Linked DNA regions of Mus musculus: region 2 is linked to region 1. The links are chromatin contacts, called in public promoter capture Hi-C maps. All regions are on one chromosome and are shown on one strand. The core of a region is the stretch at or near the end of the contact, and the rest is flanking DNA. Distances in the headings are between cores, read along the strand shown. Region 1 holds the start of Shisal1 (shisa like 1). Region 2 has its middle 26 kb from the start of Prr5.

The links. Promoter capture Hi-C pulls out the DNA fragments that hold promoters and counts their contacts.
Region 2: a contact with region 1 is called in a promoter capture Hi-C map of hippocampal neurons, with 2.8 times the contacts expected there. The contact joins the enhancer-like site here to the promoter of Shisal1 in region 1. A contact is called at or near these places in 3 of 39 promoter capture datasets (embryonic stem cells, hippocampal neurons and stem cell-derived epiblast-like cells), 2 of 115 datasets of contacts at active chromatin or transcription factors (both in embryonic stem cells) and 3 of 9 other capture datasets (embryonic stem cells, liver and pancreatic islet).

What each region holds. Positions count from the first base shown.
Region 1 is chr15:84,445,072-84,448,415 of GRCm38.p6, forward strand. It overlaps Shisal1 (shisa like 1), which reads right to left and starts at 1,503. Exons shown (of 5, transcript NM_001374162.1): 1 at 1,291-1,503. It overlaps Gm33830 (a long non-coding RNA gene), which reads left to right and starts at 204. Exons shown (of 3, transcript XR_384293.3): 1 at 204-392; 2 at 2,680-2,792.
Region 2 is chr15:84,653,058-84,656,625 of GRCm38.p6, forward strand. No RefSeq gene overlaps it. Among named protein-coding and RNA genes, the nearest start is that of Prr5, 26 kb to the right of the region's middle. Within about 2 kb of position 1,329, at least 223 of the 459 cell types and tissues checked have an H3K27ac peak or open chromatin away from gene starts, as enhancers often do. A contact at or near this core is called in embryonic stem cells, hippocampal neurons and stem cell-derived epiblast-like cells, where this site is marked.

The sequences.
Region 1 (3,344 bases), core at 253-2,752:
TGACCAGCCTGAGTTGATACCAGGGACCAAAGTCTGGTTTCAGAGTCTGGTTCCAAAGGACATTTCCAATTAGCCCCTTCAGCGGTCAGGGGTAGACAATCTCAAAGGTTCCCAGGCACCTTTGGGCGGTTGGGATCAAGCAAGAGAACAAAGGGATGGAAAGGGGGGTGGGGGGAAGTTCTGGGTTGGCTGGCTCTGGGAGGAGCCCAACGTGAAGTCACAGTCTCAGAGTGTCAGTGGCCAAGGCATCTTAGAAAGCATCCTGAGACTCGGGTCCAGAGGCCCGCCTGGGGTCACACAGCCCATAGCAACTTGATCGGGCTTGGCTTCTCGCTTCGCCCTGGGTTACAGCAGCCTCTGCTGATGGGAACCAACCCCCTTCTATCTTAGAGGTGAGGAGACCGGTTCAGAGGAGTTGAGAGCCCTGCTCAAGGTCACACAGCCTCAAGAGAGGTCCCTCTAGTTTCCCACGCAAAGCACTTTTCTCTTCCTATGCCAGGCTGGGGTTCCCTGGCAGGAGCACCCACTAAATCCAGGGCACCAGAAAACAGAAAAGTCGTGTGTGTGTGTGTGGGGGGGGGGGGGTTAAGGATGCTTAAATGTAAATACTCTCGGGACAAATTATGTAAGTCCGGTTCCCGGTCCCTCCATGGCCCCAGGGGTACAACTGGGGCAGTAAATACCCACTTCAGCACCTACCCGGGGACCCTAGCCTGGGGGACCCCGTCAAGAATCAGACTCTGCTTGGCCCATCAGGCAGTCGGCGCTGCTCCTTCCAAGGAGAACAGTTGGAGGCGCCAGGATGCGCTGCCCCCCTTTCGTCTTTTCCCCCTCTGGCTGGATAAGAAATACTAATACTAATAATGATAATAATAATTAGAATAAATAGAACCCTAAGACGCTGGGGTCTCGTTGCTATGACAACAGTAGGCACTAATGAGCTTTTCGGAGGCCGCTGCCGGGCCACCCAGCCCCGGGCGCGGGATTACTATGGATCGGGCCCTGGGAGGCGGCGGCAGCGGAGCCTCGGGGTTCCCGATGTCGCCGAACAGGAACCCAGGGCATCCAAGCGTCTCCCAGCGCGGCTCCAGAGCCCTGCCCCACGCGCACTGGCTCCCCAGCCGTCCGCGCTCCGCAGCGACTCCCAGCCTGGTCCCGCTGCTGTCCCCCGCTGTCGCCCGGTCCTGGCGACCACCACCTCGCCCCGTTCCGGCTCCCCCGACGCCGTCCTGCCCGCGATCCTCAGCACTGCGTGGACCCAGCAGCCCCGCAGCCCCGCGCCCCGCTCACCTCGTGCCCGCGCCGGTCGCTCCTCGCTATGTAGCCCGGAGCCGGCGCCCGCGGGAGCCGCCTGCAGGGGCGCGGGGCTGCCCACGCGCGCCGCCGCAACAGTTGTCCGCCAGGCTGCGGGCGCGTGGGGCTCCGGGGCTCCGGCCGCGCTCCGCCCGCTGCGCCCCACGCGCGTCCCGCGCCGCGTTCAGCTCGGCCGCCGCGCCCTCTGCTGCCCCGCGCCGGTTCGGCCTGCGCTTCTCTCTCTCTCTTCTCTCTCTCTTCTCTCTCTCTCTCTCTCTCTCTCTCTCTCTCTCTCTCTCTCTCTCTCTCCCTTCCCCCCTCCCCGCGCGTCCCAGTCGCTTCTCTTCTCCACCTTGCTTTTGCTCCGCCTTTGTTTTTTCTCCATCTCTTTCTCTCCTGCCTTTCTCCTCACCCTCCGTTTTCTTTCCTCTCATCCTTCACTTTCTTCTTGGCTTTTTACTTTTCTCTTCCCCACTCCGTCTCCCCCACCTCCTTTTCCAGTTTTTTTCTTCTCCCTTCCCTCCTCGCGCCCCCCCCACCCCCACCCCCACCCCCCCCCCCGCTTCCCAACCTCCACCAGAGGGTTCTCCTCAATCTCCCCCATCTCCTTTCCACCTGCTCCCCAGCTTGGTACCTGCTCCGAAGGACGCCAGGCACCAGCAACTGCCTGCAGGGATGCAGCCTCTCCTTACGGGTGGACAGATCCCTGCCCCGTGCAGCCCGCGACACTCTGCCCCACCCACCCTGTGCATCTCCCCAGCTCTGGCTGGGAGATCTATTCTGCTAGCCACCCCTGAGGCAGGCAGTCAAGGGCAGGGACAGACTTGGTTTGCGTTTTCCCAGCCTGCTAGACCTGGGTTTAAACCTTCACCCCATGTCTCATTCTCCCCATCACACCCCTAGTTCTGACTTCACCCCCATTTCATGGCTGACCTGCGGGTACCTGACTCCATCCTCACACTTGTGGGTCTACATTTCCCCATTGCTTGGACAACCTCGGAAAGTCCTGTGGGAGCATGTGGCAACCCAGCATTCCTCCCAGGGGACAGTCAGGATGGAGCTTCTTCACTGAATAGAGAATACCCTTGAGTATCCGGAAAAGCAGACCCCTCCCCCAAGAGCCACCCCTCCAGGCCCAACTGCTGCCACCCACATTTTGGGGTCACCTTTGACTTCTGAGACCTCAATGGAACCTCAAGGAAAAGGGAGCCGAGCACTCGATACTCTGAACTTAACTTCTTGCCATGGCACTGAGTGGTTCCTTTGGACTCTGCTGACAGACAACCAGGCTCAGAGATGTTGAGAAAGCACCTCAGGGGCATACAGCTGACAAGAGGCAGAGTCAAAGCTCACACTGAAGCCCAAGCATCTCTGTCTCCTCCACAGGTGCCTCGTTGACACGGAGGGATTCTGCCAGAACAGACTTCTTCCTCTTTCACTGCAGGCTCTTGAACCCCATGGGATGCTGGAACCTGCCTGGCTCTTTGCTGCTTTCGAGGGTAAGGGGCTCAGGGAGGCACCAGCTGGGGAGAACCAGTGTTTTCTCTCACCCAAGCCTGTGCAGGTAAGGGGTTCTGGTTCCCACATCACAGCATCCAGGCTCTGGTTCCCTTCATGGACATAGCCTGGGCTAACCTACTGGGCCCACCTGAGACTGGGGATGCCCATGGGAACTACTTCAGCCAATGGCCAGGGCACCAAAGCTGCCAAGATAGGTAAGGCCAGGCTCTGGAGAGGGCCAGAGGGTAGGCAGAGCCTGCTTGGTAATTGGGGGAGGGCAAGAAGTGTGTGTGTGTGTGTGTGTGTGTGTGTGTGTGTGTGTGTGTGGTGTGATTCCTCAGCACTCAGGGTCATGGACACAAACCAAAGCAGTTCTGTGTTCCTTCTTGCTGATGCAAACCTTCCAAAGAGGAAGTTGAGGAAGACCCTACTTCAGCTGAGGTCAAAGACAGAGACAGGGTGCTCCTCTGAGTCCTCTGTCTCACGCCATGTCAGTGTGGGGGACCACACAAATCGAAGCAACTTCAGGTCTTGGTAGGAGCAGGGTTAGG
Region 2 (3,568 bases), core at 79-2,578, 210 kb after region 1:
AAGGCTTTGGATGAAGAGCTAACCGGGTGTGAAGACACACAGGCTGTCAGGTAGACGGAGGTCTGGGGGTTCCCTTGTGGGGCATCTCCTTCCCCATCCCCGGGTTTTAAGCAGTGCAGTGGCAGAGGGTAAGATGGGGCCTAGAATTCAGAAACAGAGCTGGGAGTCCCGCAGGGTTATGAGTTTTCATGCTCTTAGATTCCAGGAATCCGCTCAGTCGAAAGGTGAAGAATCCAGTGTAGCGACCTCCTCAGCCACACAGCCAGCTCAGCCCTTCTGTGCCAGGGCTGGGGAGGGCTGACTGAGGACATGAGGCTCCGCTCAGAGGAGAGCCCAGGCTAATGAAAGTCTTTATCTGGCTCAACTTGGCTCAGCTAAACCCTGACCATCAAGTAGGCATTATAGGCTCTGCAATAAAATAGATAAAGAAGAGGCGGGGTGTGGGGGTGCTATCTGGAAATCAAAGTCAACCTGAACTACATGTGACCCTATCCCAAGAAATCAAAATAGAGTACCCCCGCCCTCTGGTTTTTCCAAGACAGGGTTTCTCTTGTAACCTTGGCTGTCCTGGACAGGCAGATAGAGTTCAAGGCTAGCCTGGTCTACAGAGTGAGTTCCAGGACAGTCAGGGCTACATAGAAAACCCCTGTCTTGAAAAAGGAAAGAAAGAATTCTAGGGTTATGGATATATAACCATCTAAGCCATCACACAGAATCTATAACTTTGTGAGGATCTCAAGCAACCCAAGATAGCTTTGACTCTGCTCTATAACCAAGAAGGACTTTGAACTCCTGGTCGGTGCTGGGACCCTACCTGGTTTTATGCCATGCTGTGGGTGGAACTTGGGGCTTTGTGTGTGCTAGACGAGTATTCTACCAACGGAGCTACAGCCCCAGCCCCAGAATTAAAAAAAAAAAAAAAAATTTTAAGGACAAATGTCTTCAATAGATGCAAAAACGAATAATCCTCAAACAAATTAAAAAAAAAAAAGGGATACCCCACCAACCGGTAAAGAAATTCCAAGAACGTATAGACTAACGTCACAGTAAATCGGAAGCTTTCTCCAGCAGCCCGGCATAAGACATGGATCTCGGCTCTCCCCATTCCCCCCTTGATCCGGAAGCGCTAAACAGCCTGTATGTTGCTCGCGTAGGAAACCTAGAAGCGTTCTACAGAGCCCTGGCTCTGTGGATAAAGCACCGAACGGACCCGTTGAAAGGTCTGGGATGCTGACGGCAGGCTGGCTGCAGGCTCTCCAAGAAGCCAGCCATCTCAGGCCAACTGCGCCTGTGCTGACTCTACATGGAAACCTGAGAGCAGCCGCGGAAGGACAGATTGCTGGCAGGATGCCAGACCACAGCCTTCGTCACTAATCCCACCCTGGGACACAGGATGTGGATGAGTGGGGGGAGGCGGGGCGGGGCGGGGGATGGGGCAGCTGCCTGCCGGGCTTTCTGAGTGTGCATGGAGGAGGGAGCTTAGACTCTTTATCATCAAGTTCTATGTCTTGGGGTGGGGGAGGAAGAGTTGCCGGCCAGAGCTGTTCCCATGGGGATGAAGGAAAGGTGCCCATCCTGGAACCAGGGTCCTGATCTCCTCATCCTCTCAGGCTCTTCTGTGGGGACCCAGGGTGGACACTCACTGGCAGGGCAGCTGAGGACTGCAGGATGACACTTTCCCAGGAACTGTAAATCTGTGAGCCTGCTGTTGAGGGAGACTTTCCCTCAGCTCTCCCTAGCGGACAGAAGCAACCCAACCCCTATGGTAGCAGTTCCCAGGCTATGGGGGGAGGGGAAGTCGCATTGCAGATATCCTGCATAGCAGATATATTCCATTACGGTTCATAGCAGTAGCAACATTACAGTTATGAAAATTTAAGTTAAGCATCAACAAAGCAATCTTAAGGTTGGGGATGACCACAATGTGAAGAACGAAATAGAAAGGCCACGGCGCTAGGAAGGTTGAGAACCACCGCATGGGCTTCCAACATCACAACCTTGATCATAGCAACTGGCAGAATTAGCGTTTAGGCCTCGCTCACCCTGCTCTTCAGCCCTGCCCTTCAAGCTCTTCCGAGCAACTGGGAGTCCTTCTGCATTCCAACCCCAGCTTCCCAGCTGCAAGGCTTCCCTGTGGGCTTGTTACTCAAGTTAAGGTCTGGGCCCTGGCAGCCCCCCCAACAAGCCAAGCTCAGCAAACTGTCCTCGACAAGCCAATTAAAGACAAGCAACACGCAGAGAGGAGAAAATAGGAAGTTTATTCAACATAGCCATGTTGGGAAGGTGAACGCAGAGGCCCAGGGACTGCTTCCTACTCAAGGCCATCTTCTGTGTCCTAACAAGATATTTAGGCTGACATAAAGGGGAAGAAGTGTGCATAGCCAGGCAGTCCTGGTCCAAGCGGGGCCCCGCCTACCATCATTGTCTGCGTCTAGTCTCTTCTGCAAGGTGGTCTGATAAACTATGAGGACCGTGCAGAATCTCTTCCTAGGATGCAAGCTCCTCCTTGGGTCAGCTCTAGGAGTCAGCTTTGTTCTTTTCCCAGTGTGAAACCCCTGGGAATATCAATATCCCAGAATCGTGGGGTGCATTATCTCCATAGTCTGACAGCCAAGGGGAGGGGCTCATGAGTCTGTTCGGAATAGTTTTTATCCTGACAGATTGTCACAAGCTCAAGGGTAGACGTGGGGGTGCGGGGGGCAATGTGGAAGCCTTCAGAAGTCCTGGGCCTCTGAGGAGTTGCTCGAAATATGACATTTGGCTTGTGTTAGAAGGGAAAAGCTTCCTGGTATGAGCTCATCTGGGTGCAGTTCCTTCAGCTGCACCCCAAGATGGAGCCATGTTGCTCAAAATTCCTCACTGGAGGAAATATATGAATAATATCTATCTCTCCCTCCTCACAAGCTCCCAATGACAATTCATGGGTGTATGAAGCACAGGGGACCCCAGCCCATCCCCACTGAGCAGTCTACACTCAACATGGATGATAGCCACTCTGTGTCTGTGAGGAGGGAACATTTTCCCCTTGCATGGGGTTTGGGGTTTTGTTTGTCAACTTGACATACCCTAGAGTTATTCTGCATGAGGGAGACACAATTAAGAAAATGCCTCCATCAAATCTGGCCTGGAGACAAGTCTGTTGGACATTTTCTTGATAGATGATTGAGGTGGGAGGGGCCAGACCTCTGTAAGTGCTGCCACCTCAGGCAGGTGCCCCACCCCCCACCCCCGGTTGTATAAAGAGCAGGCTGAACAAGCCATGGGGAGCAAGCTAGTAAGCAGCAGCCCTCCATGGCCCTGCTGCCATTCCTGCCTCCAGGTTCCTGACCAACTTACCTTCATGGTGGACCACAGGTGTAAGCTGAAATACACTCTTTCCTCCCCAAGTTGCTCTATAGGTCATGGTGTTTATCCCATCAACAGGAAACTAACTAGGACAGAAACTGGCTCCGGAGTCATGGGGTACCGCTGTGACAGACCTCACTATGTCGTTCTGGGGATAACCCTGTGTTTGTTTGGAACTACAAGTTAGAAAAGTCATTCAGGGCTCAGAGCTTACCTGGACCTT